Linked DNA regions of Mus musculus: region 2 is linked to region 1. A link is a contact called in public HiChIP or PLAC-seq data. All regions are on one chromosome and are shown on one strand. Each heading gives the region's core, a stretch centred on a gene start, on an enhancer-like site or on the middle of the called end of the contact. The rest is flanking DNA. Distances are from core to core; before and after follow the strand shown.

The links. HiChIP or PLAC-seq counts read pairs in DNA pulled down with a chosen protein or histone mark.
Region 2: an H3K27ac HiChIP or PLAC-seq map of heart atrium shows a contact between it and region 1, with 7 read pairs. The contact joins two enhancer-like sites. A contact is called at or near these places in 2 of 484 Hi-C or Micro-C datasets (the HL-1 cell line and uterus) and 2 of 115 datasets of contacts at active chromatin or transcription factors (embryonic stem cells and heart atrium).

What each region holds. Positions count from the first base shown.
Region 1 is chr12:8,097,022-8,101,478 of GRCm38.p6, reverse strand. All of the region lies in intron 1 of Gm33037 (a long non-coding RNA gene), which reads left to right. Among named protein-coding and RNA genes, the nearest start is that of Ldah, 110 kb to the left of the region's middle. Within about 2 kb of position 2,173, at least 12 of the 459 cell types and tissues checked have an H3K27ac peak or open chromatin away from gene starts, as enhancers often do. A contact at or near this core is called in heart atrium, where this site is marked.
Region 2 is chr12:8,238,856-8,243,255 of GRCm38.p6, reverse strand. The region is part of intron 4 of Ldah (lipid droplet associated hydrolase); the gene reads right to left. Among named protein-coding and RNA genes, the nearest start is that of Gm33037, 33 kb to the right of the region's middle. Within about 2 kb of position 2,410, at least 11 of the 459 cell types and tissues checked have an H3K27ac peak or open chromatin away from gene starts, as enhancers often do. A contact at or near this core is called in heart atrium, where this site is marked.

The DNA of each region.
Region 1 (4,457 bases), core at 924-3,423:
AGATACCTTTGCCCACTAGCAACCTTGCTTACCCAAGATGATTGTAATCTCGAAAAGACTGATTTCTTAGATTTTGGTGGGCATCTTTTCACTGGTGGTGCTACAAAACTAGATTACAATGTTTCAGGACATTACAACTGGAATCCTGATTTATTTCAATATGTGTGTGTGTGTGTGTGTGTGTGTGTGTGTGTGTGTGTATGTTTCTTCAGGTACATGGATATGTGTGTGTGTGTGTGTGTGTGTGTGTGTGTGTGTGCATATAGAAGTCAGAGTATAACCTTTGCTGTTGTTCCTCAGGTGATATCCACCTTGTGTTTTTTGAGACAAGGTCTCTTGCTAATTTGGAAGTCATAAAGTAAGCTAGCTTTGCTTATCAGTGATTGCCAGAGATCTGTCCGTCTCTGTCTCTCCAGTGCTGGGATTACAAGTATGCATTACTATGACTGGCCTATTTTATGCATGTTATGAGGATTAAGTACTTGCAAAGCAAGCACTTAAACAACTTAGCTGTCACCCCAGATTTTTGATGGCAGTTTTGAAGAAATCATAAAAAAGTCACCTGCAGCAGAAGTTCTTTGTATTGAGACAAACCATGTAGGGTCAAGTGCACAGCTCTCTCATTTTTATGAAAAATCCCTAATTACACCTCTACGTGAGAACTAGAGAGGGCACTGGGAACTGTGCAAGGCCCTGTAGTCAATTAGACCACGATCACTCAGCAGCAGGGATACAGCAGGGCAGAGTCAGGAGGAGTCCAAGGGGTACAGGCTACTCAGGAGGAAGGAGACAAGGGAATGTGAGTTAATGTCTGAGTAAAAGACATAACCAGTCTCTACTTGGAGACTTGGAACTTCAGGCAATAAGATTATTCCAGTCTTGGGACTTTGGTCCAACTGGAATGAAAACAGTTGCTGACAAGTACTCAATATCTTCATCTCATCAGAGGTCCATGGGCATATGACCACATGCTGGCATATGTCCAAAGGCAAAGTGATGAAGGTTTAGAGGCTGGCTTCAGCCTCGTGTCCCTGGAGTTCTTGCTTCCCTGTTCCTCCTGTGGGATGGCCAGAATAAGGCTGAGTATTCACAAGTAGTATAACAAAAATGAGGCTCAACCTCACAGACAACAGAAGCCAGGACAGCTGGGGCATGTTTTGCAGGTGGCTGAGATCATGAAAACTGATGAACTTTGTGAGGTCTGGGCTCAGAATCCTGGGGAGTGCCAGTCCCTGGTGTTAAACTGGTTTGGCCCTGACTCAGGACCACCTAAGCAGAGGCTGTGCTGACATGAGCCACATAGAGCTTTGAGGTTCTGAAATCACTGGTTTGGGTATTTGGCTAATGATGGGGCTCAGTGTCAAGTGGCTCCGCTTTTTCTTTCCTTCCACTCTCAGAAGAATTCAGGACTCTCTGGTCAACTCCCCAGCAGAGGTCAGAGCTGGAGCTCTCCAAGGTGCTGATGTCCTAGGCCAACTGCCCCAGAGGGCACAATACTCTGTTAATGTTCCTTGAAGCTCACCTAGGCCGCCTGGGGAACCTTTTCCCCACCCCACCCCATTCTGTGAATATATTAACCATCAGAGGCCCATTAGGAAGATATCAGGATAACTGAATTGAATTAGAGGGATAGATAGATAATTAGATAGAGGAGAGGGAGAGGAGACAAACACACAGAGATATCAGTCACCTTTGGCTTTTAAGTTAATAGCCTGGGGAATCAGACAAATGACACTATTACTCTACAGGAGAATTGCCAGGTTGGTGTGTGTGTGTGTGTCTGTGTGTGTGAAATTTAGCTTATACAAGTTGAGTGTAAGGTGCTAGGAAACTTCTAGAGTTAGAGCTAAGATGGTACCAGCAAGCACCCCTGTCTCCACTCCCCTACAGCAATAGGGTAACAGATATGCAAGGTCATGCCTAACATAGCTTGTGGGCACTGAAAATCAGGTCCTTGTTCTTGCCCAGTGTCTTAGTTTCACTTTACCCTGACCAAAAGCAACTTTGGGGAGAAAAGGGTTTATATGACATGGTTACATCCAGGTCACAGATCATCATTCTGTAGAAATAAGGCAGGAACTCAAGCCACTTGTCATACCACACCCACTGCTAGGAGCAGAGCCACTTGTCATACCACACCCCCTGCCAGGAGCAGAGCCACTTATCATACCACACCCCCTGCCAGGAGCAGAGCCACTTGTCATACCACACCCACTGCTAGGAGCAGAGGGAGAAAATCCACCTCTGGCCAGCTTGTTTGTTTGCTTTTGCTCAGCCAGTTTTCTTCACTCCCACACATTTCAGGCACTAGCACATGGATTGATGTCACCCGAATGGTCTTTCTACACCACGTAACAATCAAGACAATCCCCCACTGGCATATACACAAATCTATATAATTCTTTATTTGTGACTCTTTCCCCAGAAGATTCTAGGTTGTATCAGGTTGACAATTAAAACTGACAATTAAAAGCAGGAGTTTTTACCTAACAGTCACCTCCCAACCTCTGTACTAATTTCTTTTTCACTGTCCTTTGGCCACAGAAACCTTTCTCTTCTAAGTCGCTATGCTGGTTTCTCATGCAAGGCCTTTTCGGATGCTCTTTGCTCTGCCTGGAAACATATTACTTCTGCTGCTGCTCTTACTATTCATGTGCCTGCTCAAGTACAATCTTTTCAAGAGAAGTCTTCCCTCCAAAGTGTGGATACTTCGTTCCTTCTTAGAATGGGGAACAAAATACCCATGGAAGCAGTTACAGAGACAAAGTTCAGAGCAGAGCCTGAAGGAATGATCATCCAGAGACTGTCCCACTTGGGGATCCATCCCATAAACAACCACCAAACCCAGACACTAGGCAGATGCCAACAAGAGCCTGCTGACAGGAGCCTGATATAGCTGTCTCCTGCGAGGCTCTGCCAGTGCTTGGCAAATACAGGAGTGGATGCTCACAGTCATCCATTGGATGGAGCACAAGGTTCCTAGTGAAGGAGGCAGAGAAATACCCAGAGAGCTGAAGCAGTCTGGAGCCCCCTAGAAGGAACATCAATATGAACTAACCAGTACACTCAGAGCTCCTTGGAACTATACCACCAATCAAAGAAAACACATGGTGGAACTTGTGGCTCTAGCTATATTTGTAGCAGAGGATGGCCTAGTTGGTGATCAATGGGAGGAGAGGCCTTTGGTCCTGTGAAGGCTCTATGCCCCAGTATAGGGGAATGCCAGGATCAGGAATGGGAGTGGGTGGGTTGGGGAGCAGGGGAAGGGGAAGGGGGTAGGGGATTTTCAGAGGGGAAACTAAGAAAGGGGATAACATTTGAAATGTAAATAAAGAAAATATCTAATAAAAAATGAGAGAAGTCTTCCCTGATGTGTGTATGTCGTAGTCATTGCAGGTCTCTCTCTATCACACCGATCTCACTCTGCTTTCCTGTTAGCATTTATTACCACTGAAAATTTACATTCTGCATCATGTATTTTTTTTGCCCCTGAGCTTCATCAAGTGTTTTGAGGGCTAGGAGTCTCATCTGTCTTACTCATTTCACTTTCTTGGACAATTCTTCATACACAAGAATGAATGCAGACGATACATAGTAGGAAGGAGAAAAGTGTAAGGTTTGGTTTAGTGAACACTTACTGAGCATGTATTCTGTGCCAGGAGTTAGAGTCTTTAACAGATGCAACAATCAATAAAAGGCATCCTTTAGAATCTTGGAATTTGTAATATCAGAAAGGAGGGAAACATATGAATATTTACTTTTAAGAGGAGGGATATATAGGAGAGATAAACATCAGAAGCCACGAGGCTTCATGGGAGAGGATTTCCATAGAATCTGGAAATTTTAGAAGGCTCCACATAGAAAGCAGAGCCCTTGATGTCACAGCCAGAGTCAGCCAAGCTGGGTGGTGTGAATGAGGAATAAGAAGAAAGCAAAAGAGTTTAGACCTGAATGGGAAAGGGAAGACTGGACTAAGAGTAAAAGTCGCTGGAAAGGAGTGAGTACATTTTTTTCTTGGAGATTAAAAGAAAGAAGAGACATAGTTGCATTCATACAGGTAAATTTTCAGGTAGAAAGATGGACACATGAGAAGATTGGTGGTAGAATTCCCTTCTGGTAGCCAGATTTGTGGACAGTAGCCTCACATCAAAACTTATTTATGAATTTCAAGTTGGGTTCAATAGAACAAAGGATGGTTTGTAGCTGTTCAAAAGTGAAAAGATCTATCTTGGAGGCACTGAGCCTCTTAATGAGTGAGTAGAGCCCTTGCTGAGGGCCTTGGGATTTAGATGGGGCATTGTAGTTTATTGTCTTGAGGTTCTTTTTAGCAAGGATAGTTCTTTGTCTTCCAATAAAAGAGACATATCCCGGTGAGGTAGATATGTAGAATCCAAGGTTCTTCAGGAGGAAGAAACAAACCAATATAAAGAGTACATATCCTTCCACCTCTACCGTTT
Region 2 (4,400 bases), core at 1,161-3,660, 140 kb before region 1:
CCATCTGCAGAGTCTCCAACCCCTTGAGCTCCACATAAATCCAGTCACGCACACTGTAGGCACACACCGTAATCTAGCACCCACAGGCTGAAGGACATTCTTAGACGCGCTTTATAAACGCAGCGAACAGAAGCACGCTCCACTTTAAGATGCAGCTCCAGATGAGACTGCATCCTGACAAGGTCCCTCTCTCTGACTTCTGACATATAAAACGAAAGATGATCCTGTGGGTCTAAAAACAATTATGTTTTCTACTACAAGTCAGAACAGCTACTACTTATCAGTCTTCAAACTCACTTTTTTAAAGAAAAAAAAATCTCCATTCTGGACATTGCTTTCCAAGTATCTGACAAACTTCTATTTCTACATTTTTACACATCAAACTAGATTAAAGAGAAAAACAAAAAAAAATTAATTCCACATTTTAAAACAGGCAATTATTTTGCACTGTATTGAGCTACAGGTCAGACAATATATCCAGCATTATACAGTAAGCCTCTTTTTTTTTTTTTTTTTTTGAGACAGGGTTTCTCTGTGTAGCCCTGATTGTCCTGGAACTCACTCTGTAGACCAGGCTGGCCTCGAACTCAGAAATCCGCCTGCCTGCCTCTGCCTCCCGAGTGCTGGGATTAAAGGCATGAGCCACCACACCCGGCTCAGTAAGTCTCTTAAATGATGTAAGAACAAAGTTGTCAAAGATTACACAAAAATATTGCAAAGTGCTGAACCAAAGGAAAACTAAACAAATCAGCTACCAAACTGCAAATATGCCCTCAAAATCTTATGGGAGTCAAAAATTCCAGTAAAAATAACAGAAGAGATGAGAACACAAGTTTTTTATTATCACACTTCATATGTTATAAAACATAACAGCTAACTTATTTTTGGCAACGTGATTAGGGATTGCAACACTCTGGCTTCCACAACTTACTTGATTGTCAAATGCATCTTAAATGGAGCGTTTCATGTTAATTTCAGGCATGCAGGCAGTGTGCAGTCTCAGAGACACTGAAATGTCAACGCTTCAGCATGGATCACCCCAGCAGTTATTAACTGGCCCAGGTGTTTAGTGGTGGAGAGGCAGGCAGGATGTCGTAGTGGAGAATTTCAACAATGCAGATAATTGAAACCAGATCTAGCTTATTTTACAAAAGATTATTTATTTGTATGAGTGTTATGCCTGCATGTATGTATGTATGTATGGATGGATGGATACCATGCATACATCAGAATATTCTGCAAATGTCAGAAGGTGTCAGACTCCCTGGAACTAGACTTACAGATGGCTGCGAGCTACCATGCAGGTTCTGGGAATTGAACCCAGGTCCTCTGTAAGAGCAACAGTTATTCCTAACTGTGGAACCATCTCCAGCCCCAGATCAAACCTTTGAGTAATGAAAACACAAAGTTGTACAGACAACACCTTTACCTCCCTAAAGGTGCCTTTCATGTAGGAACACACATTATTTTCTAGTATACCAGTCGTGTCTGTGTCTCTTCTCTCTCTATGCGATACATGTATGTGTGTGTATGTATGTATATGCATGTGCATGTAAAGACAAAGGTTGATGCTGGGTGTCTTTTCCAATTGTGCTCTTAGTTTTTGAGACACTGAATCTGGAGCTCACGGGTTTTTTGAGGATGGCAGGTTCACACACTCCAGGGATCTACCCTCTGCTCCCACAGAACTGGGGTTTACACCTGGCTTTTACACAGGTGCTGGAGATCCAAACTCATGTCCCCATGGCTGTGGTACAGGTGGAGCCATACCTCCATACCATTAAAGAAGAGGAGGTACAGTTTCATTGCTCTCTGAGACTCTGAATCATAATATATCTTTACAAAATGATTCTGTACAGCTTGTGTTTCTTCCTTTCCTCCTCCCCTTTCCCCTCCCTTCCTTCTTTCCATCCTTTCCCATCTCAATCCAAGTATCCACAGGAGACTACAACCCTGGGAAGACACACAATTACTAGCTTGTCAAAGACTCTGCACTCTGGGACCTGGTTAAGCTGTGATCAGGTTTCTGACCAGAGACTGACAGTAAATACATATGGTTTTACAAAGCTAGTCTGGGGCAATTTTATATATAACAGTAGGTAACCAATATAGTAGTTAACCTAATGATTGAAATGAGTCTAGTATTATTTCCATAAGAACAATAATAGATACTTGCTTAGAATGTTGAAATCCTAGGCAACACTCTTAATATTTTGCATAAATCGTCACAAAATCCTTGAAGAACATATTTCCAATTTGCTGATAGAGACACTGAGATAGAGACTCAATGATTTGTCTCTTTACACAAACAAAAAATGTCAGAAACTGACTTGAGCCTAAGTGAGTAGGTAGAGACAGAGCTCACAGTCACACTCGGCCTGAGTGCTGGGAAATATGGCAGCCACAAATAGCATGAGAGGAATTTCAAGGACAGAAAAGAGACTGTAAGTGACGCCAAAGGTAACATCAAAAGCAAAGCTGCTTCCTGAATAAAAGGCCTTATCTAGGGCAAAATACAAATGAGTGGAAGTAAGAATTCAATGAATAGAGTGTAATCTTCAATTTATTGAATTCACCCAGACATAAAAGTTTATTTTCTTATATCCAAAAGGAGAAAATTAAAATCCATTTGGTATTAAAAACAGCCAGGGAGTCTATAGTTGTACTTTTTCCAAGTGCTGGTTTGAGCACTGAACGAAGCAAGCTGGCAGGAAAGGAGGCAAATTCCTAGTGGGATCCAAGACCCCGCTGGAGGTATTTTATCACACGGAGTGAAACTATTCATGGACAGGGCTGCTGTGAAGGGATCCCTTCCTCTTGCTTAGCTGCCTCATCCACGAGACTCCAGGCCTGTAGCTAAAAAACAGCCTGTATCCTCAGGGGGTCACACACACACACACACACACACACACACACACACACACACACACACACACACACGCCACATGCAGAAATAACTTGTAAATTGCAGCCACTCACTGGGTCATTTCATGTGAGCTAAAGAGCACCTTTCTGTAAAGGCTCTTAAACAGTTCACACATTAAGTTGGACTCTGTGATGTGAATGCCCCGATATGCAGTTCATAGCTGCACTTAGGAGCCAGTGGCATGAGGCTGGGTGCAGCCCTGTAGTAGAGCGTTTGCCTATCATGCTTTAGGCCCCAGTTTCACCCCCAGGATCATAACAACCAACAAAAAGACAAAGAAACCAAGCATCTGTGAAGGAAAGGATACATATGTACCTGCAAACTACAAAATAGAAAAGAATCTAAACTCATGATCTACTTAACATATTCCACAAAGACAGGCATTACCTGTCGATGGTGATGATGATGGTGATGATGGGGTACCAGTTTGCTTCTTAAAAGAGACAGGAATATTTTCTTATTTAAGTTTTTTGGAGAGTTACTGTTCTTATTTTACTGTATGGGTGATTTGTCTATCTCAGATTAGAATGTGCCTCTAACTCTACAGTCCCAGCAGAAGATCCTGTCTGCATTCAGGGAACCTGGGTTACAGGGCATTTATCATCTTTGCTTATTAGTTAGACAGGTGATTGGCATGCTAGATGCCAGCCTTAGCTCTGGGTTGTGTCATAAGTGCTGTGTCAGGAATCGTGGAAGTTCGGCTGTGTGTTGTGGCCAGTGGCCTACCTTCCTTGGAGTCATCCCACTAACTCTTCCACTTTTGCTGGGGATTCTGTTTCACTCTCAGATTCCCCAGCACCCCATACACTCGGTGCTGCTCATTCTAGGCTAGTTGCTCTCTAACAGAGAGGCAGGCAGTCCCTGTAGAGAGGGTCTTCCTTGTCCATATCCCTGCTGTTGAGACAAGGTGCTAGTATCCATACTGCAGTAGCACAACTGTGTTCTTAATGTCACCTAGCCTCAGCTGCAAGTACCCGCAGGGTGAGTGAGATACAGCAGATCAAAGGGATCACTCAGTGTCCCACTGTGCACCACACATCCAGTGTGCGTACACATGGTCAGAAGGCCCTTTCCTCCGACTGTCTTTCCAAAGCTAGTCCTGTACCATGCAGGGCAGCCTGTTCTCTGTGCTTCTCATCAGCTTCACTTCTTCAAGATCTCTGTGTGTAACATCTCTAGTATTGGTTGGATGTGTGAGGAAGGTTAGCTCTAAGCAGGACATGTCATCAGCTGACCTTGTATGTATATCTGTGCACCTTGTGCATGCAGTGCCTGTGGAGGCCTCTAGAGAGGGCATAGAATCCCTGAAGTGTAGTTACAGGCTGTTGAGAACCACCTCGTGGGCATCACACTTGCTGGACCCTCCAGAAGAGCACTCAGTGCTCTTAGCCTCTGGGCCATCTCTCACCTATGAATATTTTCAGAACACTCTTTCAATAAAGACAGAGTCCTTCCCATGTCACTCTCAGTAACT